Linked DNA regions of Mus musculus: all the other regions are linked to region 1. The links are chromatin contacts, called in public HiChIP or PLAC-seq, Micro-C and promoter capture Hi-C maps. All regions are on one chromosome and are shown on one strand. Each heading gives the region's core, a stretch centred on a gene start, on an enhancer-like site or on the middle of the called end of the contact. The rest is flanking DNA. Distances are from core to core; before and after follow the strand shown.

Region 1 (7,052 bases), core at 1,925-4,424:
AGCATCATGGCCATGGTTATATTTTGACTGACAGGCACGCACTGTGTACGGAGTGTGTGAACAATGTTTACCCACTGTATATACAGAAACCGAATCACTTGACACAGCGAGCCTGTAAGTCACACCTCAGTCTAGCAAATGCAGGGAAAAGCCTGAAGGAGAGGAGGCAACTGTTATGTCCTGATTTACCTCACACAGATCCCTCATGGGGAAGATATGGCTCTTGGATCACAGTGGCAAAGATGGACCTTCAGATAAAATTAGCTTTGGGGAAGCTGTTTAGTAAGGTTACATCTGAGATGATCCAGTTTCATCCTGCCAAGCTCAGGATCCCTGGATGCTCTCGCTTCCCAGCATCCCCACTGGCTATGGATTGGCACCACATGTATATCCCTGTCATGTATGTCCTTGTCATGGATGTCTTTGTCTCGGTAGCTCTGATCCTCAAGTCACAAGCAAGAATGAAAATACCTATATGTATTTGTGTGTGTGTGTGTGTGTGTGTGTGTGCCTGCATAAGAGTGTATGTGCATCACATGTATGCAGGTGCCCTCAGGAGACAGAAGAGCAAATCAAATCCCGTGGCAGTTGTGAGCCAAAACATATACGTGTATGTGTGCTGCAAACAGGCTTCTCTTCAAGAGAGATGAGCATTTTCCCTCAGCCTCTACTTCCCTTTTTTTATTTTAAAGATTTTTAAAAATTTTATGTGTATGAGTGTTTGCCTGCATGTATGTACATTTACCATGTTTTCCTGGTGCTCTTGGGAGCCACTAGAAGCCATGCAATTCCCCGGAGTTACAGGCAGCTGCGAGCTGCCCGATATGGGAACTGAGAACAGAACCCAGGTCCTCTGTAAGAGCAGCAAGTGCTCTTCACTGCTGAGCCATCTCTCCAGCCCATACTTACCTGTCTTAACAGGATTCCAACCTCTCTCAACTACACAAGGCAGAGAGGGACCGGAGCTCAGCAGCCAAGTGCTTGCCTAGCGTGCTCCAAGCCCTGGGTTCAATCTTCAGGATTGCCAGAAAACAAAAGTAAAACTGAAGGCTTGTCCATGTTGTATGGCACCAACCAAGACAGTCACTCCCAGAATGGACTCCTCGGGGCCTAGACTTCATTGCCACGGGATTTGATTTATCTCTTCTATGTGGTCTTTAAACGTTCCAAGGTTATTGCTATGCACAGATAGTCTGGGGCTGACTTACAGGGCTTTGTTTTCACTTAGAATCTCCTCAACCCAGATCTTTGTATCTTGTGGACCGTCTTGGTGTCCTGTAGGTGACGATGAGCGTCAGGTGGCCATTAGAAGTTCAATGAAATAAAAGGACACACAATTTCAAATCCCATTCCTTCTGCACCAGTCAGTAGACAGTGAGGACCCTGGTGTCCAGGGCTCATACCAGTCTGGTCAGACCGCTGCTAAAGACTCGCTTCAGTATCTAGTGTTGCTGGCACCGGTCAACGCAGATTAGCTGCTTATGAAATAAATGAAAGAACCAGTCTAACTTATCCTACTACGCCAAAGATGTGAGTCAGAGATGCCACAAATTCTGAATCACGCCTTGGCTGCATTGATAATGGCTCCGTTCCAGTCAAGTCTGTTGTATCTGTTTCTCCAAATTAATTATTTTAACTACTCTCTCCCCCAACTAGGTTTTCATGGTTGGACAGATAAGATATATGACAGACATATTTCAGGTAAAGAGACTTATTTTTTTCCAATGTGTTCATATTAGGTTCTTGGCTACTTCTCGCCAAACAAGAAAGAACTGTATTTTTAAAGTTCTTTGCTCTTAAAAAATAAGTAAGCAACTGTGTTGGTATACCCTGTTCCAGAAAGGGAATAGTGGGCAGATTCTAACAGTAAATGTGACACCCCATAGAATCCCGAAGCGCAAGCAGCAGTTGAAATGGATCCAGCTATTTATAGGATTACAATAAGCACACCTTTGTACAGCGCAACCATTTACTGCCCAGCTGATCTGAACAGGGACAAAAAGAGCTGTCTGGGAGACTTCAGCGGCTCTCTTCCCCCTTGCTTCATCCACTACTGCACCAAGCACCTAAATGAGCAATCATTGCGCTCTCAAGAAGGAAAAAAGAAGGAAAAAAAATGTCTCTTTCCCTGCCCCCTCTGCAAACAGCTGCGAGCTCTTTCCAAAGCAGATTTAACCAACCAACTAAACTGAAGAATACCCTAAAACCCAGTGGTTTCCCGATATTCGTTTCTTAGGGCAGAAAGCTTTACAACCAAAAGATATTACTCCTTCATAAATAGGTTCACGGTTACGTGAAGACAAGGTCCTACAAAGGTGTGACTTTGGATTCGCAGCCTGTTCAAGAAAGAGGCAAAACCAGAAAGCGAATTTTCATTGGATTCTGCTTTATTAAATGAGAGAACGCTTCTTTCATCATGTGCTTGACTCGCTTCAAAACTTACAAAGGAGACTGTTCAACGGAATTTATGTCTGAGCGGGAAAATAAATGGGTAGGGCGCCTAAGCCATGGCGACCTGGGAGGACCGGGGCCACCCCTGGAAATTGATCCAAAGGACTTTACTAGCAGAGCTAGCAAGCAGTGACAAGAATCCAGTTACACCCAAGTCTGCACACCGATCCCTCTGGCCCACGTCGACGTCACCAAAATCGTGAAATAAACTAAGAAAAAAATCAAGTTGGTTGTGTCCCCACGCGCGTACTAAAAGTCGGGGAACTAGGTCCCATTTTCACAACTCTTTAGTTAAGAGTTCGGAGTTCAGTCTTCTTCCAGTGACCTGAATTTTTCATCTACAACCTTAAGTAGAGTTTCGAGGCTCCTTTTTCGGTGTCCCCTCCCGAACCCCGTACTTTTCCACTCTTTTTGTACCCCTGACTGGTAGAGGACTAGTGGGGAGCAGCGCCCCTCACTGGCGGGGGCAAGAAGCGCCGCGTGCTCCCCGCTTCGCCGCCCTCTGGCCAAACAATAGCTTTCCGCAGGGACCTGCGATCCGGAGCGGCCGGACCCCAGGATTCCCGGAGCACGCAGCCTCCCGACACAGTGCAGAGAGCGCCCAACCCCACGGACTGGTCCCCGCCGCGGCTACCACGAACAATGCGCGCCCCGCCCCGCGCGCCCGGCGCGCCTATTGGCCCGGCGGCTGCGGGTAGAGCAGCGCGGGCGACTCCGGCGCGCGTGCGCGGGGCGGGGCGCGGCGGGGGCGGCGCTTTGTGTGCAGCAGTGAGCCGGGGTCTGCGGGGCGCGGGCCGCGGCGGGCGGCGGCATGGAGGAGCTGAGCAGCGTGGGCGAGCAGGTCTTCGCCGCCGAGTGCATCCTGAGCAAGCGGCTCCGCAAGGTGCGTGAGCCCCCGCCCGCTCCCCGCGTGCGCCTGGCGCTCTGCGGGGCTAACCGCCCGCTCTTATCTCTCCGCAGGGCAAGCTGGAGTACCTGGTCAAGTGGCGCGGCTGGTCCTCCAAGTGAGTCTCCGGTGCGCGGCCGCCTTCCCGCGCGCGCCTCCCGGCCTGGGTGGGAACCCTCGCATCGCAGGCCCGGGCGGGAAGTCCTGTGCCTCGGGACCCAGAGGACTCTGGCCGACTGGCGCTGCCCTTTGTTTACGAGCCCACGGGGAGCGAGCAGGGCGGCCTCCAGCCCCGAGTCCCTGGAGCCCGGCCCGCCTCCGCGCCGCGCGCTTCTGGCGCCCATTTGTTGCATGCGCCCCCGCCCAGGAGCTGGCCGCGGCTGGCGCGGGACGCGGGCCCCCTCCCCTTGCCCAAGTTATCCTGCTGTAACCTGAGCTTCCTACTGGTGGGAGGGCTCCCCCACCTACTCCTACCCCCGGCCCGAGCTTGCTTTCTTCTCAATGAGGGACGGGGACCCGGCCTTCTCCGGAAAGGGCTTCCTTTGTAGCTGCCCCGCCACCCTCCTTCCTGAGCCCCATCCCCTCCAGATACCACTCCCCAAACCCGGTGCCCTGCCCGCGCTCTCGGTGGTATCCTCCACTTTGTTCCGTCTGTGCCCCCCGGCTCCCCCTCCCCTACCTGCCTTCCCTCCCCTCCCTGGCTCCGGGCCAGGCCCAGGGGATTCCCTCGGCAGCTTTGCTCTTTGTTGGGGTTTGTTTTCCTCCCAGTGTAGACTGTCGAGTCCTCTCCTGGCCTGCTGGGGTTTGAGGTGGCAGTTTGCCTGTGGGTTTGAGGCTGGGATGCTAACTAACTTTAAGGACTTCTAAGACCTCAGAGGACAGCCTCTGCCGCAGTGCCCCTTGTCCCAGCGGGGCTGTGGGAGCTGTCCCCGGCAGCCCACCTGGATGCTGCTCACCAGCCCGCCCACCCCCCTTTGCTTTGCTTTTCCAGACACAACAGCTGGGAGCCAGAAGAGAACATTTTGGACCCGAGGCTGCTCCTAGCCTTCCAGAAGAAGTGAGAACTCTGGAGGAGGGGAGAGTTGGGTGGAATTGGCTGGTGACACAGTGGCCTGGGGCTGTGGTGTGGGGAAGCCTGTGGTGGAGCACTTTAAGGCCTCACAGACAGCCTCTGGTTTCTCTTGGCCTTTTCTGTGGAGTAGCTTTTGGTCGGCACTAATAGCACTTGAAGCTGGAAGCTTGTTGTAAAAAGCACACCTCTGCCCCTGCCACGGTGTGCGTGTGCCATGGTGCAGGAGAGGGAGGGCCCAGAGTGCAAAGTCATGTGTTTGATGTTTTGCCCAAGCCTTGAAAGTGCTGAGGTCACTTCTGTAATTACAGTTCTTACGTCCCGCCTCGGGGTGGGGGGGGGGGCACGACTCATTGAGATAAGGATCCTGTGAGATGGTGTTGGGAAGGGCATGTTGGGCTGGGGGACAGGGAGGTGGGTTTCACCGGCACCTTCCCTCTGCAATGCCTCTGTCCATAAAGCAGATGAATGTCTGCTCAGAAACCTCCCCAGCTGAGGTCAGTCGAGCGAGCTTGTTCTCTGGTAGCCCAGCCTGTGTTTCTCAGTGTTACAGGAGTGGGAAAGGGATAAGTTTTGGCAGGATGTGTGAGTGCTTGAGCCTGCTCGGATTCCTTTGGAAACGGATGGATAGATAGCAAGCAACATCCTCGCCTGTTAGACTGATGGCTTGGTCCTCACAGGAGCCAGCTTGGCACTGTGTAGAGCTGGTATGTTTCTCTGTGATTGAGGTGGCACCCTTGGGCCAGGTGCTACTCATACAAACCTGCAGCTGCTGCTCCTGGAGAAGCTGGGGGTGGGGGTGGGGCACTTGAGCAGATGGGAAACCAGCTTGGCTGGTGAAGCATGATCCTGAGGCAAAGGGATATGCAGTGGGAGGAAGCACATGCTCTGGACACTAGGAGCTGGCTGTTAACTTCTGGCTGTCAGTGAGGAGATGCTGTGTTAAAGAGAAGTCAGAGCCACAATGGAGAATCAGGTGTCCAGCTCAGCAGAGCCATGAAATGCTCCTTGAAATTGATCTGGGGAGTTGGAGAACCAAGGGGGTTTGAGCCTCGGGGTATTCCTGGAGGTCCAGTCTGTTTCTTTTTGAGATCACGGTCCAGGGCTCCATGGAAATGGTGTTTGGCTATATTGTGTTTCACATTTGTCTGTTTGCTTAGGGGAGGGGACCCGTGCATGTGGCCAGGCCTGTGTGATGGTCAAGGGGAAAGCCTGTAGGGATTGTTCTCGATAACCGTTTTAATGATTATTCTTAGTTTGTGTGCATGGGTGTCTTGCCTGCGTTTATGTCTGTGTGAGGGCGTCAGATCCCTTGGAGCTGGAGGTCAGACAGTTGCGAGCTGCCCTGTGTGTGCACTGGAAGTTGAACCCAGGTCTTCTGGGAGAGCAGCCAGTGCTCTTAACTGCTGAACTGACTCTCCAGCCCCCTATTTCTCTGTTTTAACCATATGGGTTCTGAGAGTCAAACTCAGGTCGTTGGGCTTCGAAGCTTGCATCTTTACTTCCCAAACCATGGCACCAGGTTTTGGTCACAAGAATGGGTAACCTGAAAGCTGAGCTTCCGTAAGAGGCTGACAGGGGCTCTTGAGTGTGTGGACCTACCCCTGGGCTGTAGAGGTGCAGGCTTTGAGGCATGGCTGCTGGGAGCCTGCTAATCACCCCTCCCATTAAGAACAGACTTCTGGAGGTGTATGAGCTCTGCAGGGACGGGGTGACATAAGCAAGTTGGCCCTGAGAAGCCACACTGGAGTCCTCAGCCCCTAGGCTAGCAGATCATAGAGGGTTTCCTGCGCTTGGTACATACTGGAAAGCAGGCTTTGTGGGCTCTGTGCTTTGTGAAAACAACCAGGTTAGACCCGTAACATCCCAAAGGCTGTTTGAGGATATGCGTGCTGGGATTTCCGTGGGGGTCTTCACCCACAGAAAGTTTTCTTAATGAAAAATAATGAGAGGCTTCCCAGCTTTGTTCTGAAATGCTGACTGCAAGGACGGTGTGGGCCAGCCCCCTAAGCCGGTGCCTGGACCTCTGCCCACGGCTGTCTGACGAATGGGATCAGGCTTTGGCTGCAGAGTGGATGATAAGCTACTGCAAGCTAGACCGGCAGTGGGGATCCCTTGGGAACGGAGGGTGGAGGCTGAAGCCAGAGAAGGGTTTGCAAGCAGGGCTTCTCAAAGCTGATTGGCGGTGTGTCTCCAGGGAACATGAGAAGGAGGTTCAGAACCGGAAGAGAGGCAAGAGACCCAGGGGCAGGCCGAGGAAACACACAGTCACATCCTCCTGCAGCCGGCGCTCCAAGCTCAAGGTGAGTTGCTCGAGGCTTTGCCTGGTCTCCTCCTGGCTCCTCACCCACCTGTGCTGCTCTAGGCAGAAGTTCTTCAGGGGAGCTGTTGAGGTAGGCACGCCTCTTTCTTGTTGCTCCTTCAGGCCTCCACAGCAACAGGCAACCGAGAGCCATGTTCTTGCTACCCTGGGGCCTCCTCAGGTGCTGCTTCTCCCAGCACAAGCCCATTCTGCGCTCTGTCCTCCCGGATAGCAGCTGCAGCCTTGTTAGACCATGCACAGCTCCCTCTCGCCTTGGAGACACTCCATCAGGGAAGCCAGCGTGCAGTAAGTGTTTATAGGTTTGTCTAGGAGTTGTGGACCAA
Region 2 (7,052 bases), core at 2,757-5,256, 910 kb after region 1:
ACAAGGGAGCAGAGAGACAGATTGGGGGCTGGGGAGCACTGAGATCTATGAATTAGTAGACCCCAATCCAGGTTAATAGTTTTTCAAAGATTTAACTTTACTGGTGTGAGTGTACGCCACATGTGTGTGAGAGGGGAGACTGTCATGGCCTGAAGAGGACATAGGACCCTGTAGATCTACCGTCACAGGAGGTTGTGCTCCTGATGTGGGTGCTGGGAACTGAACTCCGACATCTGGATCACAGCAAGTGCTTGTGAGTCCTCTCTCCAACCCCAATAACTTAAAAAAAAAAAGTTAATCTGTGAAAACCACGCATGTGCACACAGCATGTGAGTGTGTGTGTGTGTGTGTGCCTGTGGAAAAACTTACTTTTTTTTTCCGTTTGAAGAAGACTTTGGACTAGAAGAGAAGTTGAACTTGAAAGCAGTGCTTAACAGGCTGAACTGGTAAGATCCTGAAAGATGGTGCTGAGTCGGGTTGTGGTTTAGCTCAAGGGCTTAGAGGGGAAGGATTGTTTTGTTTTGTTTGAGACAGGATCTCTCTGTGTAACCTTGGCTGTCTTGGGACTTGCCATGTAGATCTGGCTGGCTTCTAACTCACAGAAACCCACCTGTCTCTGCCTCCAGAATGTGTGTGCCACTCACTACACCCAGCTGGAAGCAAAGATTTTAACAGCAACTGGGCTAGAAGCCAGTTTTGTGCTGTTTTGGCAAAGAATGTGGCCGCTTTCTGTCCTTGTCTTAAGAATTTTCCAGAGGCTAGATTTAAAGTGATGGACTAATTTCTTTGGTGAGGAGATTTCAAAACAGCCTCATGCCAGCTCTGTCCCATGGTTGTTAGTAATCAACATACGCTGGTCATCAATGAAAATGAGCAAGGGGGGGGGGCAAAAATCAACTTGAGATGCAGTCTAAGGAGGAAAGGAGCAGCAGGAAATGTAATGGTGGAGGCAAGGCTTGGACTGACAGCAAGCACGAGGTTAAGGAGGAGGCAGAACCCCGGGCAGGCCCCCACCCAGCTGAATTCCAGCTTGTGAAAGCAAAGGGACTTAGGAAGAGACAAAAGCTGCTCTGTGTGATTCCTAGGGCCCGTCCCAAGCAGGCAGCCCACTAGCAGTGTTGTCCCTGTAGTCCTGGCATCATGAAGGATGTATATGTGAAGGGGTTGTGGAATTCTCTAAGGAGAGCTACTGAGGCCGGGCAACATGTGGCAGGGCAGTTCCCACAGGAAGGCCCTGAGAGGCCATTGCACGAAGCAGAAGTAAAGCCTGGGCTGTCAGAGATCCCAGGTGGTAGGGGTGTGAGAGTAGAGGTGCCTGCTGGGAACTGCTGGCAGGAAGTGGAATCAGCTTAAAAGATGTATCTGGCCAGGCATGGTGGTGCGCACCTTTAATCCCAGCACTCGGGAGGCAGAGGCAGGCAGATTTCTGAGTTTGAGGCCAGTCTAGTCTACAAAGTGAGTTCCAGGAAACCCTGTCTCGAAAACAAACAAAAAAAGATGTATCTGGAAGTCAGCAAAGCTGGACTGGTGGGGCCGCCCAAGTCTTCCGACACCAGACATGGTGTTGTTACCCTGCTGAGTTTCAGTCTTGCTCTGGGTATTTCACCAGAGTCCCTTTCCCTCCCTTTTGGAACAGTAATGTGTAGTAGTCTGTGCCATTATGTGTTGGAAGAATGGGATTTGCCTTTTGAGTTCACAGTTACTGTTAAGGGATTGGCTTGAGTCTCAGAAGTCTTTGGACCTTTAAACAGTGTTGAAACTGGGAGAGTGTGGGGACTTTCTAAGTGAGACTAAATGCAGTGATATGGCCCCATGCCTGGAGGGAGGCCAGGGGGTAGAATGTGGTGGTCTGAATGAGACTGGCCCTCATGGGGTCAAATGTTTGAATTCTTGGATCCCAGTTGGTGGAACTGTTTGGGAAGGATTGGGAGGTGTGGCCTTGTTTGAGGGGGTGTGTCACTGGGAGTGGGCTTTGAAGTTCCCAGTGTGTTCTCTCTACCTTCTACTTGTGGTACAAGACGTGAATTCTCTCAGATGTTCCTGCCACGAGGTCTTCATTTCATTGCATTGTCATGGCCTTCTAAAACCATAAGTTCAATAATAACCACCCATTATATAATAAATTATATGTAATATATAATTAAATTATATGAAATAGATGGTGATTTAGACAGGGTCTCACTATGAAGCCCTGACTGTTCTGTTAACTCTACACTATATAGACTCAGAAGGACGGACTTGCCTCTGCTTCCCAAGTGCTGGGATTAAAGATGTGTGCCGCTACAACTGGCACAAAAGCTTTTCTTTCCTTAATGCTGCCTCGGGGTAATGGCATTTTATCAAAGGGATAGAAAAGTAACCAAGACACCCTGGCTTTAAAAAAAAAAAAAAAAGAACAAGAACAAGAAAAAAGTTAAGCACAGGAAACTGACTTCACTTCCACATCAGATGGAGTCACTTAAGGAAAATCAATGCTCTGAGAACGATCAAAGCACACAAAGGTGTAAGCATCGTCTCTACAAAAGCAGCAGAGAGCAGCGGAAGCAACAGCGATGGCCGGCAGGGTTAGGATTCCAGAGGGGCGGACAGCAGAGAGCAGGGCTGACCATCTGCAGCTGGCACTTGCCAAGTTTTGTCACACTGGGTTTAATGACAAGCCTAAGGTTTGAGAGGCATTTGACAAGAGTGGGGACTAGGCTGAACATGGTGACACACACCTTTAATCCGAGCGCTGTGGGGTGGGGAGGGTGGGCAAAGGCGACCGGATCCCTGTGGTTTTGAGGACAGCCTGGACTATAAATCAGATCCTGTCTCAAAACCGAAGAAGACACACAAGAGTGGCAACCGGAGGACCAGCCTGTGCTTCAAGGTTGCCGAGCTTCCCTTCCCAGTGGTGGGAGGTGGTAAAGAGCTGGCAGCAACTGTGGAGAACAGAGCAGAGCAGAGGGCCGGGGGTTTCCAGAGCAGGAGACACAGGCAGGGGTTCTCAGTGTGTCCACAGCTGGAAGCCTGGAGGATGGGTCCTAGAAACAGAAGCCAACCAGGGGCAGCTGAAGCAAATCCCGCCACCCCTCCAGTCAGTTCAGTGCCTCAGGCTTGGTGTGAGGTGGCCAGCGGCTTCCTGCGGGGGTGGGGGGGTGGGGGAAGCTAGAGCATCAATGTCCCTATTGAAAAGAATGCTCTGGGAGTTGTGGCCTGCGTGTCTGAACTCTGCAGTGACAGGAAGAAGTGTGCACAGGCATGGCCGGACTCTAAGTCAATTTCACTTACAGGGCCCGGGGAGCTGGCTCAGCGTGCAAAGTGAGCCCTATTCCCAGCCCCAAGTGTGATCCCAGCATTCAAGAGGCAGAGGTAGGAGGACCAGATCAAGGTCATCCTTGACTCTGTAGTGATTATGAGGCCAGCCTGGGCTGTCTCAAAAACAAACAGGGACTGGAGAGATGGCTCAGCAGTTAAGAGCACATGTTGCTCTTGCAGAGGACCCAGGTTCAGTTCCCAGGACCCCGTGTGTCTAGAGAATCTAATGCCCTTTTCTGACCTCTGAGGGCACCAGGCACTCTTGTGGTGCACACACATACATGCAAGGGAAATACTCCTATACATAAATTGAACATTTTAAAGACAGTAAAAAACCAAAACTTTATTTGCAAAGCCCTGCAGTGGCCAACAAGTGATAGTGTGTGGGGGGCCTCTGACCTGGCACCACCAGAATCTAACCCATGACATCAGCCCTGGAAGTGTGTGCGGGTGACAGCAGGCACAGACCTGGAACCCATTTGCATCACATTTCTGCTTAAAGAAAGGAAACAGCAGAGAAAAATGGCCGAAGTGGTGATGGAGACTCAGCTGAGGCCAAACTGTGGCAAACTTAAGGCTGCAAGCCCAGCTGGTGAGGAGCCAGAGCCCACAGATGGTGACTCAGACCGTCGCCTAGGAATGAAGCTGCTGTTGTGGCCCAATGTGGCCAGAGGCCCTGGGATCTCACTGCTGCTGGAACTGGGAGGGATGGTGGAAACTCCCTTGGCCCAGCCTGAGCTAGCCACAGGCATTTCCTCCCCTCTAAGTGCCTGCCAGGGGCTCAAAGCCTAGAGCCAATGAGTTCTTGGGAATGACTACCTGAGCCACAACCCTGCAGGAAAGGCACTTCTCGAGGATGCTGGCCCTGCACCCTGCTGCCAGCCCCACGCCCTGTTACTCAGCCTCTGACTGCCACCACCCTTGCTTTTGTGACAAGTGCTTAGAATTAGTTTATACTGTCCTCATTTCAGCTCGAGATCTCAGGGACATTTGACAAGATGAGAGCGGAGACTCTACTGGGCATGGTGGTGCTCATTTTTCATTCCAGCACTGGAGACAGGGATGGGTGGATCTCTGAATTCGAAGCCAGCCTGGTCTACATAGCAAGTTCCAGGATAGCCAGGGCTACACAGAGACCAGGTCTCAAACACACACACAACTTTCTGCTGGGCCAGTGGTGGGAGGCCTTGAGTCTGACTGGGACTCCAATGGTAGGAGGGAATGAACTTGGGCAAGCTGCCCTCTGACCTCACTAGTGTGGGAGTCCCCCAAGGCAGGACAGCCTAAGATCCCTTGCTTACAGGGACAATGACGTGTGGGAGGCTCTGTGCAGGATGTGGTGAGAGCAGCAACCCCAGGTTAGCAAGGGCTACGGAGGGAGGGTGGTAGTGGGGTATGAAGGTGCTGGTCCTCAGAGCAGAGCAGCGCAGAGCAGAGCAGGGTTAGCTTCTGTGGCTCTTCAACAAGCCCGTTCTTGCCAGGTACAGCAGGCATAGTTGCTACCTATGGGAAGGAGGTGTGTACTACCCCATCATCAGGCCTGTAACTGGGGACACCCACCCTGCCCAGGGTCACTGTTCCCCTTCCAGCACCCTGTGAGTGAGGCTCAGCTACTCCACCCCTCAGTCCTGGGGTGCTGTCAGCTGCAGGGAATGGCCCTGTCCGTGCCTGGGCTCTCACAGGTGTCTGTAAGGAGCAGGTGGGGACTTTCCCTCACCTCACTCATGTGTCTGTGTCAGTGGGCATCTGTCATGCTTCATCAAGAGTGAAGATTGCGAGCTGTGGCCAGGTGCAAGCCGGTTGTCTCCGGGCACCCACAATCTCCTTCCCACATAGCTCTCTGGGGTAGAGGCTGTGGCTCTTTTTTAAAAAGAGAAGACTCTTGGCCAGTTCCAAGAGGTCAGCAGGGACGTATATATGTATAATCAAAGCAGAATGGACCTAGTGGGTTATTATGTGTGTGCATATGTTTATGTACACATTAAATATGTAACAATGGTGATTAAAGGTCATGAATGTGGGGGGAGGAGTTGAGTTGGAAGGAGCAAGAATTAGGGGTCATGTATGTTCAGTGTTCATGTATGTATGTGTTAGGAGTCATGTATGTTTAGTGTTCACGTGTGAAGTTCTCAATGGAATAAAATCAGTCGTCATCATCATCATCATCGTCATGGACAACAGAGACCCAGGAAGGAAGGGGCTGACAGACTCCTCATCAGCCACCAGGGAAACCAGAACTAAACTCAGCAGCTGTCACATGCTCACCAGGCTGGCTATGGTTGAAATTAACAGGGGGAAAGGCGTGTTGAGGAGGAGCTAGGGAAGCTGGCAGCCTCCTGGATCCCTAAAGAGAGTGTAAGATGGCAGCCAGCTCCTTGCAAGTTCAGTTCTGGGCTGAGCATGTGGCTCAGCGAGACAGTGTTTGTCTCCGCCTCACAGCAAACTTTCAAGCCCAGAACTCCCGCTCCTAGCAACGGGAGGATGAAGAAGTTCAACCACACCGTAAGTTTGAGGCCAGTTTGGGCTACATGAGAGCCTCTTAAAAAAAAAAAAAAAAAACAAGAGGAACAAACCAATCCAACAAAATCCAAAACAGCAACAACAAAACACCCAGGGGAAAAAGAAAAAAAAAGACTTTGAAGTTGGTAGGCAGATGTCGCTGGGTGCTATGAAGACATCATGAAGCAGTATTTCCCAGGAGCACGGGCCTTATAGATGCACGAGCTGCCCCTATGTCCCCTCTCCAGGCAGCTACCGGCTTCCTCTGTCTCCTCTACCTGAAGGGAGGAGTTTTCCCTTTCCTCGGGAGACAGGGCATGCTATTGCTGCATTTCTCCCTTCCTAGGTACAGCCTGGTCTCACAAACCACACAACCCTGCACTCCCCTGCTGGCCCTTCGCCTCCTGCTGTGCGCACCTCTACTTCTGCCAGCCACCCTCACCTGTCCAGTGGCAGGGCTTCTTTCTTGGATGTGCCACCAGGGGGCAGTGAAGGGAACCCTCAGAAAGATGAAGCCAGACTCAGGCAAGGGTCCCAGAAGTGGCAGTCTATTGTAAGAGCCAAGGCCTGAGGGGGGCCTAGGAAAAGGCAGCCAAGCTGGACCCCCAGGAGCCAGGCGCTGGACCTCCCGGGTTAACAGCAGCAGTGGATGCAGTGCCCCGACCTGTCTGAGGAAACTGCCGGGTACCACCGCTTAATCCCAGTGTCCTGGAACTGTCCTGCCTAAGTGTCTGAGCATGGGGTTTTCTCCTTAGGATGTCTTGGAGCCCAGGAAGGCAGGAAAAACACCAGAGTCCCACACCAGCAGCTCCAAGGCTCAGAAAGCCAACTCCTCAGGCTGTGCACAAAGAATTTCGTTAGCTCCTGCAGAAAAACAAAAAAGACAAAAAACAAAACAAACAAAACCCCCCTGCAGCTTGGGGTGAGAGTCGACAGCAGAACCGAGGTGCTTGGCATCTCCGGGGTTCTGCCAGCAGTGGTTGGAGTGACATTTGGAAAGGTTGTACAGCCGACCTTTGGTTGGATAGGGGGTGAAATGTCTCGCATATTCTTTTAGAGTCATGGTTTCCAGGCAGGGACGGGGGCTAGGGTGGGGGACAGATAGTTTCCTACACTACTCTACAAACATCTCTGTCTCTCAACCTTGAGAGAAGTGAGCCTGCTGGAGAAATGACATTCCCAACTTAGCACTCCACCAGTTTTCCTCACAGTCATCTTCCTGTCTGACCAGACGTGCCAGGCTCACTGTCCCGGCT
Region 3 (7,052 bases), core at 1,247-3,746, 550 kb before region 1:
CAGCCCTCACCTCACTGGGGGATGCAAAATGCTATTTCTGGAGCCAGATAAGAATGATCATGGGCTGGGAACAAATTTAGGTCACCCCAAATTCCATGTCTCAGTGTGGTAGCAGTTTCATGGAGTTTTTGTAGTAAGAGAACAAAGGAAGTCATAGATCAAGACACCTTCCAAACACTGTTGGAAACATCAGGGAAGTGCGTTCAGCACAATAAGAACATCTGTGCTATAGGTCTCCCATGCTATATGGTGACATTCTTAGCTCTGGGGTTGGTGGAACCCAGAGGGCCTGTTTGTACATTCTAAAGGATTTAGCTAATAGTCACAGGACATTAGGTCCCAGAGAGAAGGACAGAGGCTATTCCAGGGGCCAAGATAGGTCAGATAATCTGTGATTAGACCCTAGGTCTGCAACATTCCAAACTCTCAATAATCAAGGAAGTTCTAACCGGTTAACCAGCTTATAAAATGCAGCTTCTTTCCAGAAACTGTTGTTCATACATCATCTTAGATCCAGTCACTATCACAGACAGGATGTGCTGGGCTCAGTTAAGCACCTTTGCTCCCGGGAGAGCCTGCGTGAAGTGGTCCAGGTTGAAGCTGTGTCTACTCTATGGAAGATCCAGGAGGCTGCTTCTGTCCTACCATCCTGTACACTCTCACAGGCTCAGGTGGCAGCCACAATTCCAAGCATCAGAGCCTCTCCCGCGCCCGGCAGCCAGCAGGAAGCAAGGCAAGAGAAGTGCAGTGCTCGCTCAGAGCAACAGACTCTTGGCCTTCCACACTGGCCCTCAGTTTCCATGCTTCTCCTTCTTCTGGTCTTTGGAGCATTATGGGGACTGAGAGGGAAAGGGCGAGACAGTGTTAGGCTGTGTTATGGGATGCTGTCCTCTGGGCATGACACAACTATCGTCATCTAAATTGATCCCCCGCTCACGATACTTTCACAAGACTGGCCTATCATCATGCCCTTGTAGAAGGAGTGGGGAGTTGGGGGTCAGGTCATCAGACCCTAAACTGAGAATTCAACCAGTTCTTCTTTTCCACTCATGACCCTGTCCTAGATGCACAGGTCTTGGAGGGGGGGCACCTAGAGTACAGAGGCAGGGAGTTGGGAGGTGGAGGGACGATCTACACAGCTTTCAAGATAGTTGTGTTTGCTCCACAAGGCGTTATAGTAGATGACTGTGTTTGGGCTTGTGACCTGCTACCTTCTCTCTGTCGCAGCCCCACACAGAGCTTCCCTCCCCACCCTGGGTCAGTGGGAAGAGGTGTCCTGCCAACTGTGTCCCACAGATCAGAGTGTCCTGCTCCCCAGCGTCCCTTCCCTGGCCGACTGGCCAACAGGCAATGTAACCAGGGCCTATATTCAACCACCTTAGTCACCATCCCCACCCTTGGCGTTTATGGATGCTTGGGGCCTCATAAAGCTCAAAGCCTGTAAACAGTAATAAAGAGGCCCAGAGAACTTGGCTTGGGCAAGCTGCTGTGGGGCCAGAAGCTGCAAGCTGCAGAGGGGTATTGGGCTCAGGGAGGAGAAGCCATTTCCTCGTCTTCTGGCATTTCTGCTCACCGCTCTGAACACAGGACCATCAAGGTTACTGTGAATCTCTTCTGTGCCCAGGTACTGTGGGAGGTGCCCTCTGGCAGATGCAGCTTCCTGGACCCTGAATACTTGAGAGGATTTATTTCCTGCAGAACACAGGCTTAAGAGTAAGAAGAATGCATTCAGGGGAAAACTATCCATGCTCACCATGCTGACCACCCTACAGGACAGATGGAAACAGTCCCTCCAGGTCAGCAGCACTGCCCCCATCTCTCCACCTGCCTTTACTCCTAGGTTTCCCATCGTACCTGGCTATAGCATCCCATGGAGCCCTGCCTCAAGCTGGTTATAACACCTCTTTCTTTTGTTCATTAGTAAGAAAAGACAATCGTCAGCCTGTGTTGGTTATCCAATTCCAAACGGTCAGCCCTGAAAACATTTGCATACAAGTAACATTAAAGGGACCGAACAGGTTGTGTTTATATATACACACACGTAGATGACAAACATTAAAGAAGTAAAAATCATGAATTTGAGAGAGATTGGATGAGGTACACAGGAACTATTGGAGGGAGGAAAGGGAAGGGAAACATGTAATTATATTTTAATTTCTTAAAAAAAGCAGAATATTACAGGTGCCTGTAATATTAGATCCCATCCAGGAATCCAGGGATCCAAGGAGCCAGGGACCCAGGGAAGCTAGGCCACCAGTCTCTGTGGCCCAGTTCCAGGGCTCATTGCTAACGTGTACCGACTTGGTTGTCGCTGGCAGATTGTTTCATTCGTCTGGAAAGAAAACTTCGTGGCTAACTCTAAATAACACTTTTTTGGGTCTCAGAACCTTGGGCTCAGGATCCACGCAGCCCCGCCTTTCTCCTAGACCCCGCCCATCAGGTCCCGCCCCGTCTCTCCGGTTATTTAACTCAGGCTCTACACCCGCCGCTTGCAGAACGTGGACAGATCCTAGCCGGAACTCGGTGCGAGCCAACCGCGGCGCTGCACACTCACCATTGGCTGAGAGCTGCGGCAGGGGCAGGCCCAGGCTTGCGATTGGCTGTTGGAGCAGTGTCTGGAGGGCTTAGCGGTCGGCAGTCGCTGACAGTCATGGAGACCTCGTCGGTGCTGACCCGGGGAGCTGCAAGGCAGCGGAGCCCCGCGGCCCCGGAGAAGCAGGCGCGGGACCAGACGGAGCGGAGGCCGGGGCGGCGGAGGCAGGGGCGGAGGTGCGCACGGCTGGGCTGAGCTCCAGGTCTGGGCTTGGGGTGGCCATGCTGCCTGTCGTGCAGCGCGACACTGTCTGTCGCTTGCGGACAAACCTACGTCCCTCCATCCTTCTATCCCCGGTCGCAGACGGGCCACCCGAGCAAGTTAGCAGCTCCCTTGTTCCTAACCTATGACGGACCCTGTCCCAGCCCATCGGGATCTCGTTCTGGCAGTCTGGCGCCAAGGCTACTGCACCTTCCTTTGGCCCTATAGATTAGGCAATCCCGAACATGGATGGCTTTCTGTTCGTGTAATATTTGAACTGAATCTTTAGGGACGAGGACTGTACTAGGTGGATCAGAATGAGCAAAGGCACAAAGGCAAAGAAGTGGACAGACATACCCCCCTGGTCCAGGGTTGTAACCCCGTGGTCGGTGGGACACTGGGAAAGGTATCAGCACAAACTTGATGTGTCCTGCTTCGTTTTTAAACCCACAGCAGTGAGACAGATGGGCTATTCAGACTTTAGGATGGTTGCTGACCGACGGGAAAGGTATTTGTGGGTAGAAGCCATCCTAAGAGGTCCTTTTCCTTCTTACTGGAGGGACATTCAGGTGACAGGTGGGCATGGGCAGACGGGATGACTTTGAGTTCCTTTGGGTGCAGCTGAAGGATAAAGGAGTCAGCCAGGGGGGCGCCATCTGGAAGAGGAGTATTTGGTGGTGAGATTTCAAAGGCGGGTGTTTTGCATGGCCTGATGACACAGGCCTTTAATTCCAACTCCTTGATGGGGTGAGGCAAGAGGATCACAAGTTTGAGGCCCCAACCTGGTGTAGTGAGGCCACATCGCAAAAATTAAAATGGAAGGTCTTGAGAGAGATTCATGGCAGAGCACTTGCCTAGGATGTAGGAAGTTCTGGGTTTGAGCCCCTAGCACCACAAGAAAAAGATGACGTCTCCATTTTAGCCTGCTACTGTCTGGCCATCCCCGCAGTTCCAAAGGCTCCTCAGTTTACTTACAGAGGGACAGTGTGATTGATGGCAGAACCTGAGGAGGGAGCTCAAGTCATTCCTGATGGCCTCAGGCCCTGGGGGCTTTTAAGGATGCCAGCTTGGATAACTGTGTACCTAAATGGCTACTATAGTGTCACCTCACTACTCTTTAAAGGATACTTTGAAACATATTAACAAATGAACAGTTTCTGATTTTGCTGTACTCAGACTTTGCAACTTCATGAAGCCAATGTAGTTATTCCTTGTATTATTCAGTTGCTGAAGATGGGGGGGGGGAAGGGGGCGGTGATTTTGCTGGTACTCGAAGACCATATCCCTTGGCCAGAGAAGGCCTGTGGTTCTAGGAAGTGTTTAACTTGGGGGTTTCACCTGTTGGGTGGGGCTGTCATTGGCGTCTGTCCAAGCACGAGCAGGCCTTAGTTGCTAATAAAGAAGATGAACCCCAGATCCCCTTTTTCTGGTGCCGTGCATGCCTCTGGTGTGTATTTTATAAGCCATGTCCTGTGTTATTTAGCCATTTGCTTCCAGCAGTTATTTACCCTGTGGGTGCCTGCGAGTGTAGCTCACCTACCATGTGCAGAGCAGAGCCCTAGTTCAATCACCAGTATAAATGGGGGACTGTGGCAGAGCACCCCTCTAGTCCCAGCTCTTAGAAGGTGGTAGGACAGAGATCAGAAGTCAGTGTCACCCTTGACTACACAGTTCCAGATTGACCTGGGCTACATAAGACTTTGTGTCAAAAAACAAGAGCAAATCAATCTTTTAAAACCCACCCTTTGCCTAGGATCAACGAGGATCAAGAGGAGGAAGCAGTCTTTAGAGAGGTGGTCAGTTTCACCCCGGATCCTTTACCAGGTGAGGTGACCAAAGTCCCCACTCATGTCCCTTCCTGGCCATCGCAGTCCCCACTCCCCTCTCTGTCAGAGAGGAAGAGTATGTTCGAGTCCCCTGATTTCCATATTCCTAACGGTTCTCTCCGTGGACCAGCTAGATATTATGACAAGGATACTACCAGACCTATCAGCTTTTACCTGTCGACGCTGGAGGAGCTCCTGGCCTGGACCCCGCTCATGGAGGATGGCTTCAATGTAGCCCTGGAACCCCTGGTGTGTCGCCGGCCTCCACTCAGCAGCCCCAGGCCCCGGACCCTGCTGTGCCACGACATGATGGGTGGTTACCTGGAGGACAGGTGAGGCTCTGGTGCAGTGCTGGTCTTATTACTGGCCATCCCGGGATGGAAGAAGGTAGAGAGCAGTCCTAGAGCCCTGGACGGAGTTATGGAAGCAGGTCCCAGATGGGCCTCTGACAGCTCAGGGAGAGAAACTCAGTCCCAGGTTAACCTTCCTGTGGCAGAAGCAATATGGAATTGGGCGAGCTCTCGTCTGCTTTAGCCGCAGACAGCTAGTCCCTCAGGCTGCCCCGGAAGAGAATCACCTTCTGGCCCAGCAGCCTCATTCTCATCTCATTTGTCTGTTGTGCTTCCCCTAGGCTCTGTCCTGGTTTGGGCCTCTTGCCCTGGCTTCCTGTGCTCTCTCCCGCCTCACTCTCCTAGCTATGCACGAGCTAGCTAGAGAGACATTTTTTTTTTTTTTTGGTTTTTCGAGACAGGGTTTCTCTGTATAGCCCTGGCTGTCCTGGAGCTCACTCTGTAGACCAGGCTGGCCTCGAACTCAGAAATCCGCCTGCCTCTGCCTCCCCAGTGCTGGGATTAAAGGCGTGCGCCACCACGTCCGGCTTAGAGAGACATTTTTAACATCTATTGAACACTCTCGGACAGGATGATTGATGGGAAGCTGAGTCAGACCCAGCTACCCAGCCAGGGGGTGTGGCCAACCTGTAGATCCAGGGACATGGCCCTGAGGGCAGTGCTGACCCTGTGCAGGGACCGGAAGCCTGAGACAGGGCCTGTGTGTGCACAGCCTTCCTGCTTCCTGCGCCTTCATCTGCTCACAGAGGCCAAATGCTGTCTGTGCATTTCCGTGGCCGGTGCTAACTCCCTGGTCTGTGAATGAGCTTTCCTCCCCAAACACGCCACGATTTATTTTAGAGACTGGGTTTTGCTGTGTAGTTTGGTCTGGTATAGAACTCACTATGTAGCTCAGATAGCTCCTAACTCCTGTCACCCTGCCTCAGGTGCCATCACGACCAGTGTGCTCCTGACTACCTTGAGTGAGTGAGTGTGGGGCCAGAGGTCAGCCTTGGCTATTGCACCTCTGATGCTGTCTACCTTATCCTTGAGACATACTTCCTCACAAGGCTGGAACTCACCAAGTATTCGAGACTAGCCCGTCAGTGATGGAAGCAAGCTCCACCATAAAAGGATATATTTATTTTATATATTTGAGTATGCTGTCGCTGTCTTCAGACACATCAGAAGAGGGCATCAGATCCCATTACAGATGGTTGTGAGCCACTATGTGGTTGCTGGGACTTGAACTCAGGACCTCTAGGAAGAGCAGTCAGTGTTCTTAACCGCTGAGCCATCTCTCCAGCCCTGATTTTTTTAGTTTTAAATCCGTTCTGGGGATAGAAGTCATCCAAAGCAAGCACTTTAGTGACTGACCCTCACCCCGTGTACTGGCTGGTTTTGTGTCAACTTGACACAGGCTGGAGTTATCACAGAGAAAGGAGCTTCAGTTGGGGAAATGCCTCCATGAGATCCAGCTGTGGGGCATTTTCTCAATTAGTGATCAAGTGGGGAGGGCCCCTGGTGGGTGGGACCATCCCTGGGCTGGTAGTTTTGGTTTCTATAAGAGAGCAGGCTGAGCAAGCCAGGGGAAGCAAGCCAGTAAGAAACATCCCTCCATGGCCTCTGCATCAGCTCCTGCTTCCTGACCTGCTTGAGTTCCAGCTCTGACCTCCTTTGACGATGAACAGCAATGTGGAAATGTAAACTGAATAAACCCTTTCCTCCCCAACTTGCTTCTTGGTCATGGTGTTTGTGCAGGAATAGAAACCCTGACTAAGACACCCCAGTTCCCACTCCTGACTGCTCTTGACAGAAGAGCCTCAGCTTGTGCCTGCCTTCACCCTTCCCCACAAGGTCTCACACAGCAGGCTTCAGTCAGAGCCAATGACCATAGCTGAAGAACAGCCCTTGAGACAAGTCTAATCCACGAGCAATCACTGTGTCCTGATACTGTGTCTTGGGGCCCGACTATTCCGTGTCTTCACCAGGTTCATTCAGGGCTCAGAGGTGCAGAACCCCTATTCCTTCTACCACTGGCAGTATATCGACATCTTTGTGTACTTCAGCCACCACACGGTCACCATCCCCCCAGTGTGCTGG
Region 4 (7,052 bases), core at 2,479-4,978, 520 kb after region 1:
GGCCTCTCCCAGGGAGGGGCAAACTGAGTTAGGTCTAGACCACTGGAGTGTCTCTAGAAGCATTTCATACTCTAGGGTGTCTATAGTCACCAAAATGGAGAGCCCAAGCCAGCCAAGCAACCAGTGGAGGAGGAGCCAAGAAACAAGGAGAATGGACTAGAACATCCCCAGGACGGTCCTCTGCCCGCCCGCCCTCCCTCTCTCTCTCCCTCCCTCCCTCCCCTCCGCCGGCTAAGGCCTCTTTCTGGAATGTTCCAGCTCTCCCTGTTCTTATTATGAGGGCAGGTGGAGATGTCCCTCCCCATTTCCGAGCTGATACAGCTTCCACCTCCCCCAGTCTCGCCGGGCAGACATTTTTCTCAGAACCACAGCCCCAATGAGCACCCCACACCCCAGGTTTCTAGAAGACCCGCAGTCCCACAAGCCCTGGTGCGGTGTGGGCATGCAGCTCAGAGGACACCCAGGATCCTGGGTGAGCTTTGCCCTGTGACGGGCAATACCTTGTCATTAATGAGTATCTCCATGGGGTTGTTGCCCCACTCGATGAGGACCAGTTCGTTGGCCTGCCCAGGCACAGCATAAGAGAAGGGTGTGCCCACTCCAGGCGCCGCACTGGACTTGAGCCACATGCACACGGTGAAGGCATACATCTCTGGCAGGCTCTTCTTCACCTTGGCATACATGTAGTTGGTCCGCAGTGGGAATGTCAGCTGAAACTTGTCTCCGGGGCGATTGTCTTTCTGACCTAGGGAGGACAAGTGAGTCCTGCCATCTTGTACCCTGACCAAGTGCTCGGGGTACAAGTCGTGTCTGGTCCCCATCATGTCTCGTGATGCAGATGGGGCCCAGGGCCAGCTGGCAAAGAAAAGCTGACCCAAGGTCTCTGCACTCCGGGCCTTGCCAGCTCTTGTTGCCACATGGTGCCATCCCTGGGGAGGCTAAGGTAGGGGGAGCGCACAGGACAGGCTGTGAGCCTGCTGGTGAGCTGCAAAGTAGGCATGGGGGAGAGAATGGGGCCTGCTTCAGTGCACACTGGCCAAGGGACTGAGAAGGTGTGGCTGCAGAAGAAGGAACCAGGCTAGCTCCCCTCTGAGCTGCCCCCGTGGGGGCCGACCTGATTTAGATGATGGTGCTCTGAACCTCTTGACTGTACTGGGCTTTTCTCTCAGTCTCCACCAGAGACAAGCATCCCTACAGCCTGTCCCCTCCAGTAAAGCCAGGATACACTGCAGTTTTGTGTGCAGCTGTAAGGACCTTTCCGAGGGAGTTGCAGGCCTCCCCCAGGGATGCTGCCTGGAACCTACTGAAAGGCAGGGCAGCAGCCTTCCTTGAACCAGGGCCCCCAAGGTGATGCTTTGAGGGTACCACAGAGCCTCTGATGAGCTGCCTGGAAATTGAGGCTCCAGGCCTGGTCACCTCGTGACTGCTAACCAGCATCCTCTGGGAAAGTCTAACGCTCACCTCCACCTCTACACTTCCTGTGGCTGGTCCTGCCCCCCCACCCCCACTGTGACTGATTCTCAGGGAAACAGGTCCCATTGAGCAGTGCATCATTACTCTTTTAGAGCCAAGGAATGCACCTGCCTTGCCAGCTCATGGCTGTACCCCTATCCCAGGAATTCGGACAGGAACCTAGTCCCCGAATTCAGAGTGACTTCTAGAAAGCAACAGGACAGGACAGGACAGGACAGAAACAACACCACCCTCGAGGCAACTGAGCAACGGAGCAGAGCTGACCCTTAGCGCAGACCTCTGCTAATTCAGGCTCGGTCGTCTGGGGAGGTGGGGGGTCAGTTCCAGTATCTCTCTGGAGTGTTTTCCTGTCCTGAATCTCCCACCCCTCCCTTCTAAGGTTCCTCTTTCCCTTGATGTTTTTCAGTTACATAACACGCCTTAAGATGGCACTGTTTAAATCCATCCTGCACATTTTGCAGTCCGAGCAGGGTCACGTGGCCCTGCTCTGAGTGGGGCTGCCCCCTCCTCCTCTTACAACCTTGTTTGATTTCTTTGACTTCAGGGCACAGCTCATCAGCACACCCAGGCAGGTGCTAAGGACCAGCCTGAGTTCATGACCAGGGCAAATGCAGCTGCATGCAAGATGGGTCACTGGAAAAAAAAAAACCGATTGAGAGGGCTCAAGGTAGAGAGAGGGACCCCTAAACCCTGAAAGGACACCAGGGCTACTGGGCAATTGGCAGAAAAGATACCCAATGGCCCCAGAAGGCTAGTGTCCAGATCTTTGTTGGTGACAGATTCCAGCTGAAAGCAAGGCTTTCATTACTAAGGAAGGCTTGGGCCACAAACAGCTACTGTGCAAAGTTGCTGGAGATTAAACAAATCAGACTTAAAAAAAATCCTGCGAGTGTCCTGACTGTACTGTACAATCCCTTCTTAAGCTCTGCTGCGTCCCTGGAGAGGTATCTCCAGCCTAGGAACTGGGCAGGAAGCCCTAACTGGGGAGGGATTACAGAGTGGGGCCGGGACAAGAGGCCAGGGCAGGGAGCAGGACCCAGGCAGGCTGTCTCTGGAGAGCATGCAGCACGTTCCCCTGAGCCCTTACCTTTCTCCAGCTCGCTGATCCGTTGGTGTAGGGAGGTCAAGGCGCTCTCGATCTTGGCCCTTTCCTCTGTGTCGTTCTTGGGGCCCCCTTTCCCCTCCTCCAGAGTGTTCACCCGAGACAGCACCTGCCGCTCCAGGTCATCGATCTTGCTCTGCAGCAGATCCTTGAGGCTGTTGGTTTGGCTGGAAGAATTGAGGCGGCTGTACTGCTGCGGGGGCATAAGGGCAGGGGAAAACCACACCGTTAGGCGTGCAGCCCGGACCGTGCGCGAAGGCCCGCGACGCGGTCCCTGGGGCGATTGCGGGGGTGGCCTGGAGGGAAGCTCCAGCGAGTGGCAGCCCTCGGTGCCCCGCAGGGTTCGAGAGGCGCCGGTCAGGCATCAGCGCGCCGAAGAGGCAAGGAAGGGGGGACGGGGGTGCCGGACCGGGTCGGGATGGGGTGGGCGAGGGCAGAAGGGCGCATAACACGGAGGGGAAACCGCAGCTCACGCGGACCTCGAGGTTCTCCAGTCGGGTTTTGAGAGATTGCAAAGTTTGCCCGAGTTGGCTGAGCGTCTCCGCGGCCGGCGTCCGGGACAGGTCGCCCATCGTGTTCTTGCCCGAGCCAGGCTGCTTGCGGCCGCCTCCCGACCTGGCCTCGCCGGGACCCGAGTCCAGGGTGCTCTGGCTCTCGCAGCGGCCAAGCTTGGTGGTCAGCTCCCTGATGGTCTCCTTCTGGCTGAGGATGGTCTCCTTCTGCTGCAGCACGGTCTCGCGGAGCTGCAGCACGTTGCTCCGAAGCTCCTCCGCGCCGCCCGCAGCCACGGACGCGGCACACATGTCTGCATCCACCGGCACCGAAGTGCAGATGAAGCGGGTCGGCCCGAAATCTTGGGCCCCACTGCCCAGGAGGCAGAGGGCGAGCAGCGCACAGGTGCGTGCGGCGCGGCCGGCCAGCATGGCTCCGGACACTTGGAGCACCGGGGCCGCTCGGCTCCGGTGGGGATCGGGCTGAGACCGGGATCGGGCTGGCTGGGGCAGTCGCTCCGCAGGCGGCCCGCGCTCTAGCACCGCGCTTCTACGCCGCACAGTCTTCTCGGCCGCGCTCCTCGGCCCCCACTGCCGCCTGCGCTGCGGAGCCCGCGCCTTTTATGCAGCCGCGGGAGGGGCCTCGGCGCCGCCGACGTCAGCGGGGGAGGAATCCCGCTTTAATTGTGTGCGGACCGGCCCCGCGGCGCCGCGGGGGTCGCACGGGAGCGCGGCTGGAGCTACCTCGGCCCTCCCCATCTCGTCCCTCCCGGATCCGCCACCGCCCCCTCCCACCGCCTCCGCACGCACGCCCCCGCCTGGGCCCGCGCCGCTTCCCCGAAGACTACCAGAATACAGGGCCAAGAAGGAGATCGGCCGTGGGCCTGGATTAGATGGTGGGGCACCTGCCCAATACCCCTAATCTCCAACGGGGCTCGGAAAAGAAGAATGGCCACAAGACAAGCTCGGTTCGCTTGCTCCACACTAAGCGCCCGTGTGGTTCGGGCTCCATGCGCTCGCAGCCCTCTTCTTCCTAAATAGTCAACGTCGGTGTCCCCTGCGTTCAGCTCGCTGAGGTCCAGAAAAGGGGTCGCGAGGCCGAACAATGATTCATGGACATTTGTGGCTGAAAGCCACGGAGCACTCTGAGTCTGGGGATCCCCCACGCCCTGGCTCCCCGCCCTACTGTATTCCCCTTCTTCCAACTCCTGAGGATTGTAGACCTAATAATGTCCCCCGCCCCCGGAAACGAGAGCCCGCACTATGCACTCGTCAGGGCTAAGGCCTTCTCGGATCTGTGGATCAAACCCTTCCTGCCATCCAAGCCAGCCTAGTTCCAGGCAGGTGGCGCCCCAGAAGCTGGCTGGCCACTCAAAAGGGGCCCCTGGGGGAGCTTCTTCCCTTACCGCTCTGGGCGTGTCTGTGTGTCCCTTTGTAGGTGTATGTGAGCGTTGGGTTTACCGGTCCACTTGAAACCCCGTCTAGCCCATTCCTCGCGCCCCTGGACTTTGGAGGAGGGGTTTCAGAGGTGGGCAGCGACTTCGCATCTACAGGGGTTCGCACCTCTTTACCCTTTTCCTACAGACACCTTACCCAGCCACCTGCACACCCATACCTCCTTTTTTTCTGGATAGCAGCACTGCCGGCTGGGATTCCAGTCCAGGTTTCAATGCCTCTGGGGACTCTGGACAAGGGTCTGGGCTGCAGCCCCACGTCGGAGTCAGAATCGGACCTGGGAACTCGCCCAAGATCCAATTATGTTGAAAAGAAAACGAAGGCGGGGAGAACCCACATCGGGTTTTAAATGACTGGAAAAGCCCAACTACAGGCTGGCTGGGTTCGCCCCATAGACCTTCCAGTCAAGCATTCGGTTGCCTCACTCCTTTTACGGGTCTGCGATGGACCAGACTAGGTCCGGACTGTGAGGCGCCAGTCCGGGACCCACTGGCAGCCTTCGGACAGAGGATGCCACTCTCCGGTGGGCATCACCGGTGGTGAAGGTAGAAGCCAGATTGGCAGGGAAGCCACTATCCAGGTCTTCTCCGACGCCTCCTCCCAGCCCCGAGCCCCAGGGGCGCCCCACTGCCTGTGTTTCTCTTCTCGGCATTTAACCATCCCGAGTCCGTGCTGCGAGCTGCCGTGGCCCCTACACGACAGGAGCGTCGCTGGGCCGCCGCTTCCGGGCGCCAGAGGGACCCCGCAGTCAGGACGCGGCTGTGGTGCAGAGAGGGAGTGCGGGGCTCCCGCTCCGGCGGGTCCACCGTCAGGTACAGAACGCAGGAACGCAGCGTCTCGCATCTGGGTGCCCCCTAGGTTCCGCTGGGGTCTCAGAACTAGCCTCCCGCCGTTCTGCGTGGGACGTACACCGGCAGAACTAGGAATTACCCCCCAACCCGGGGCGCTGCGCTGCTGGGCGACGTCTGCCCCCAACTCCCAACCTAGCGCGGACGGATGCGGGGACCCCGCGCAGACCTAGCGCTTCGGCCCCGGCGGCGCCTCCCCCCACGCGTCTAACGCGAAGCAGTTCCTGGCCTGGCCCTGCGGCGAGGCTATCCCCGCTCAGAGTGCGTGGGCGCAGGAGACCAGCCTGTCCCTTCCCCCGCAGGTGTGTAGAGGGAGCTGGGCGCTTAGTGTATCTTGAGCCCCAGGAGCGGCCCAAGGGTCCGATTTTTATCATCCAGAAGACCTAGGTGACTTTGGTACTGTCACATGTGGGCGCTGATGGTGCCTCACCTTTTGACGGAGGATGATGGGAGGGGGCGGGGCTCAAAGGGAAGAAAGGGTCCTGCGCTCAGGTCCAGAGGTGGCAAGACCTTTGGGATCTGTGTAGCCTGGAGCAGGGAGCAGGGTGCAGGGAGCAGGGAGCAGGGAGCAGGGAGCAGGGAGCAGGGAGCAGGGAGCAGGGAGCAGGGAGCAGGGAGCAGGGAGCAGGGAGCAGGGAGCAGGGAAGACAGTCAAGGATACAGTCCATTCGACCACCATTGCTAAACTGCCCAGCCCATGTGAGCAAACACACTGGAAGAGGCCTCTACCCTCTTTAAATCCATTCCAGAGGGTTCTCAGGATCCTAGGTAGGGAGAGTCTACCCTGGTCATTATAAAGTTGGCTCTGCTTCTCATTGTTTTGACTGGTAGCCCAGAGGGTCTGGGGCAAAGAAAAGCCATCAGAGGGGAAACCCAGGAAGTTGGTAGGTGGGTGCTCCACTGGCTACTTATATGACTGCAGGCATGTCTCTGTGCCTGACATGGGCACCACATCGCAGAGCCTGAAGTTGAGCGGAAGAGTGGGGTAAATACTCAGTCTGTGGACACAGCACAGCACCTAAGCCTGGGAAGCCTTGGTCTCACACAGAGCTGTAGTGCATTTTCACCACACCCATGCAAATCCCATTGATACCTGCAGAACAGAGATGTCTAAAATACTGAGGAAATGATGCGTTTAGAATACTTAGTTTTTATTATAATTATTTCATTATAATTTTATATAATTTAAGCCTGGATGATGGCTTTGTTAACCAGACTTGCTGAAGACTGAACAGTCAGCTGGCCCGGGTTCAGCATAACACTGGGGGAGGGAGCAGTCCTCGCACGGTGTAGGCCTGTGAGTACGAGGTAAATTCTGTTTGCAAGCTGATATTTGGTGCCAGAGTGGAAAGGGTGGGTGTTCTCAGGAAGACTACACAGGGAAGTCACACAGTACTCTGAGGACAGCAATGCCCATCAGGGCCTTTACCCACTGGAGAGTGGGAGCTCACACGGGTACACCCAAGCCCCACCCTGCAGCAGAGCCATGGTTATGAGCAGGGCAGGCATCTGGCATTACCATCAGGACCAGCCCCATATGCACAGAGCTTCCTGGAGGCTGACATGTGTAGGTGACAGGTGGGTCTGAAACAGTGCCAGACGGGCGCCAGCCTCCCCACAGCCTTTCCTCTGACAGGGGCACCAGCCTCCCCACACCCTTGCTTCTGAGACCCTCTAGCATGA

The links. Promoter capture Hi-C pulls out the DNA fragments that hold promoters and counts their contacts. Hi-C and Micro-C count contacts between places; a contact is called where the count stands out from the background. HiChIP or PLAC-seq counts read pairs in DNA pulled down with a chosen protein or histone mark.
Region 2: a FOXA1 HiChIP or PLAC-seq map of pancreatic cancer cells shows a contact between it and region 1. The contact joins the enhancer-like site here to the promoter of Cbx2 in region 1. A contact is called at or near these places in 1 of 39 promoter capture datasets (liver), 2 of 115 datasets of contacts at active chromatin or transcription factors (embryonic hindbrain and pancreatic cancer cells) and 1 of 9 other capture datasets (embryonic stem cells).
Region 3: a contact with region 1 is called in a promoter capture Hi-C map of neural stem cells. The contact joins the promoter of Engase here to the promoter of Cbx2 in region 1. A contact is called at or near these places in 3 of 39 promoter capture datasets (the HPC-7 cell line, hippocampal neurons and neural stem cells) and 3 of 115 datasets of contacts at active chromatin or transcription factors (embryonic forebrain, embryonic hindbrain and forebrain).
Region 4: a contact with region 1 is called in a Micro-C map of embryonic stem cells, with 3 times the contacts expected there. The contact joins the promoter of Nptx1 here to the promoter of Cbx2 in region 1. A contact is called at or near these places in 1 of 39 promoter capture datasets (embryonic stem cells), 10 of 484 Hi-C or Micro-C datasets (embryonic stem cells, stem cell-derived epiblast-like cells and stem cell-derived neural progenitor cells) and 5 of 115 datasets of contacts at active chromatin or transcription factors (all in embryonic stem cells).

Annotation. Positions count from the first base shown.
Region 1 is chr11:119,019,847-119,026,898 of GRCm38.p6, forward strand. It overlaps Cbx2 (chromobox 2), which reads left to right and starts at 3,175. Exons shown (of 5, transcript NM_007623.3): 1 at 3,175-3,334; 2 at 3,412-3,455; 3 at 4,329-4,394; 4 at 6,604-6,709. The coding sequence starts at 3,263. It overlaps Gm35829 (a long non-coding RNA gene), which reads right to left and starts at 3,993. Exons shown (of 3, transcript XR_389218.4): 1 at 3,427-3,993.
Region 2 is chr11:119,929,390-119,936,441 of GRCm38.p6, forward strand. It overlaps Gm11767 (a long non-coding RNA gene), which reads right to left. Exons shown (of 5, transcript XR_001780400.2): 4 at 6,239-7,052; 5 at 3,621-4,800. Among named protein-coding and RNA genes, the nearest start is that of Baiap2, 10 kb to the right of the region's middle. Within about 2 kb of position 4,007, at least 142 of the 459 cell types and tissues checked have an H3K27ac peak or open chromatin away from gene starts, as enhancers often do. A contact at or near this core is called in pancreatic cancer cells, where this site is marked.
Region 3 is chr11:118,474,336-118,481,387 of GRCm38.p6, forward strand. Engase (endo-beta-N-acetylglucosaminidase) reads left to right here and starts at 2,497. Exons shown (of 14, transcript NM_172573.3): 1 at 2,497-2,769; 2 at 4,548-4,618; 3 at 4,751-4,952; 4 at 6,941-7,052. The coding sequence starts at 2,651.
Region 4 is chr11:119,544,092-119,551,143 of GRCm38.p6, forward strand. Nptx1 (neuronal pentraxin 1) reads right to left here and starts at 3,729. Exons shown (of 5, transcript NM_008730.2): 1 at 3,055-3,729; 2 at 2,561-2,768; 3 at 501-745. The coding sequence starts at 3,498. Gm11762 (predicted gene 11762) reads left to right here and starts at 4,539. Exons shown (of 4, transcript NR_045099.1): 1 at 4,539-5,671.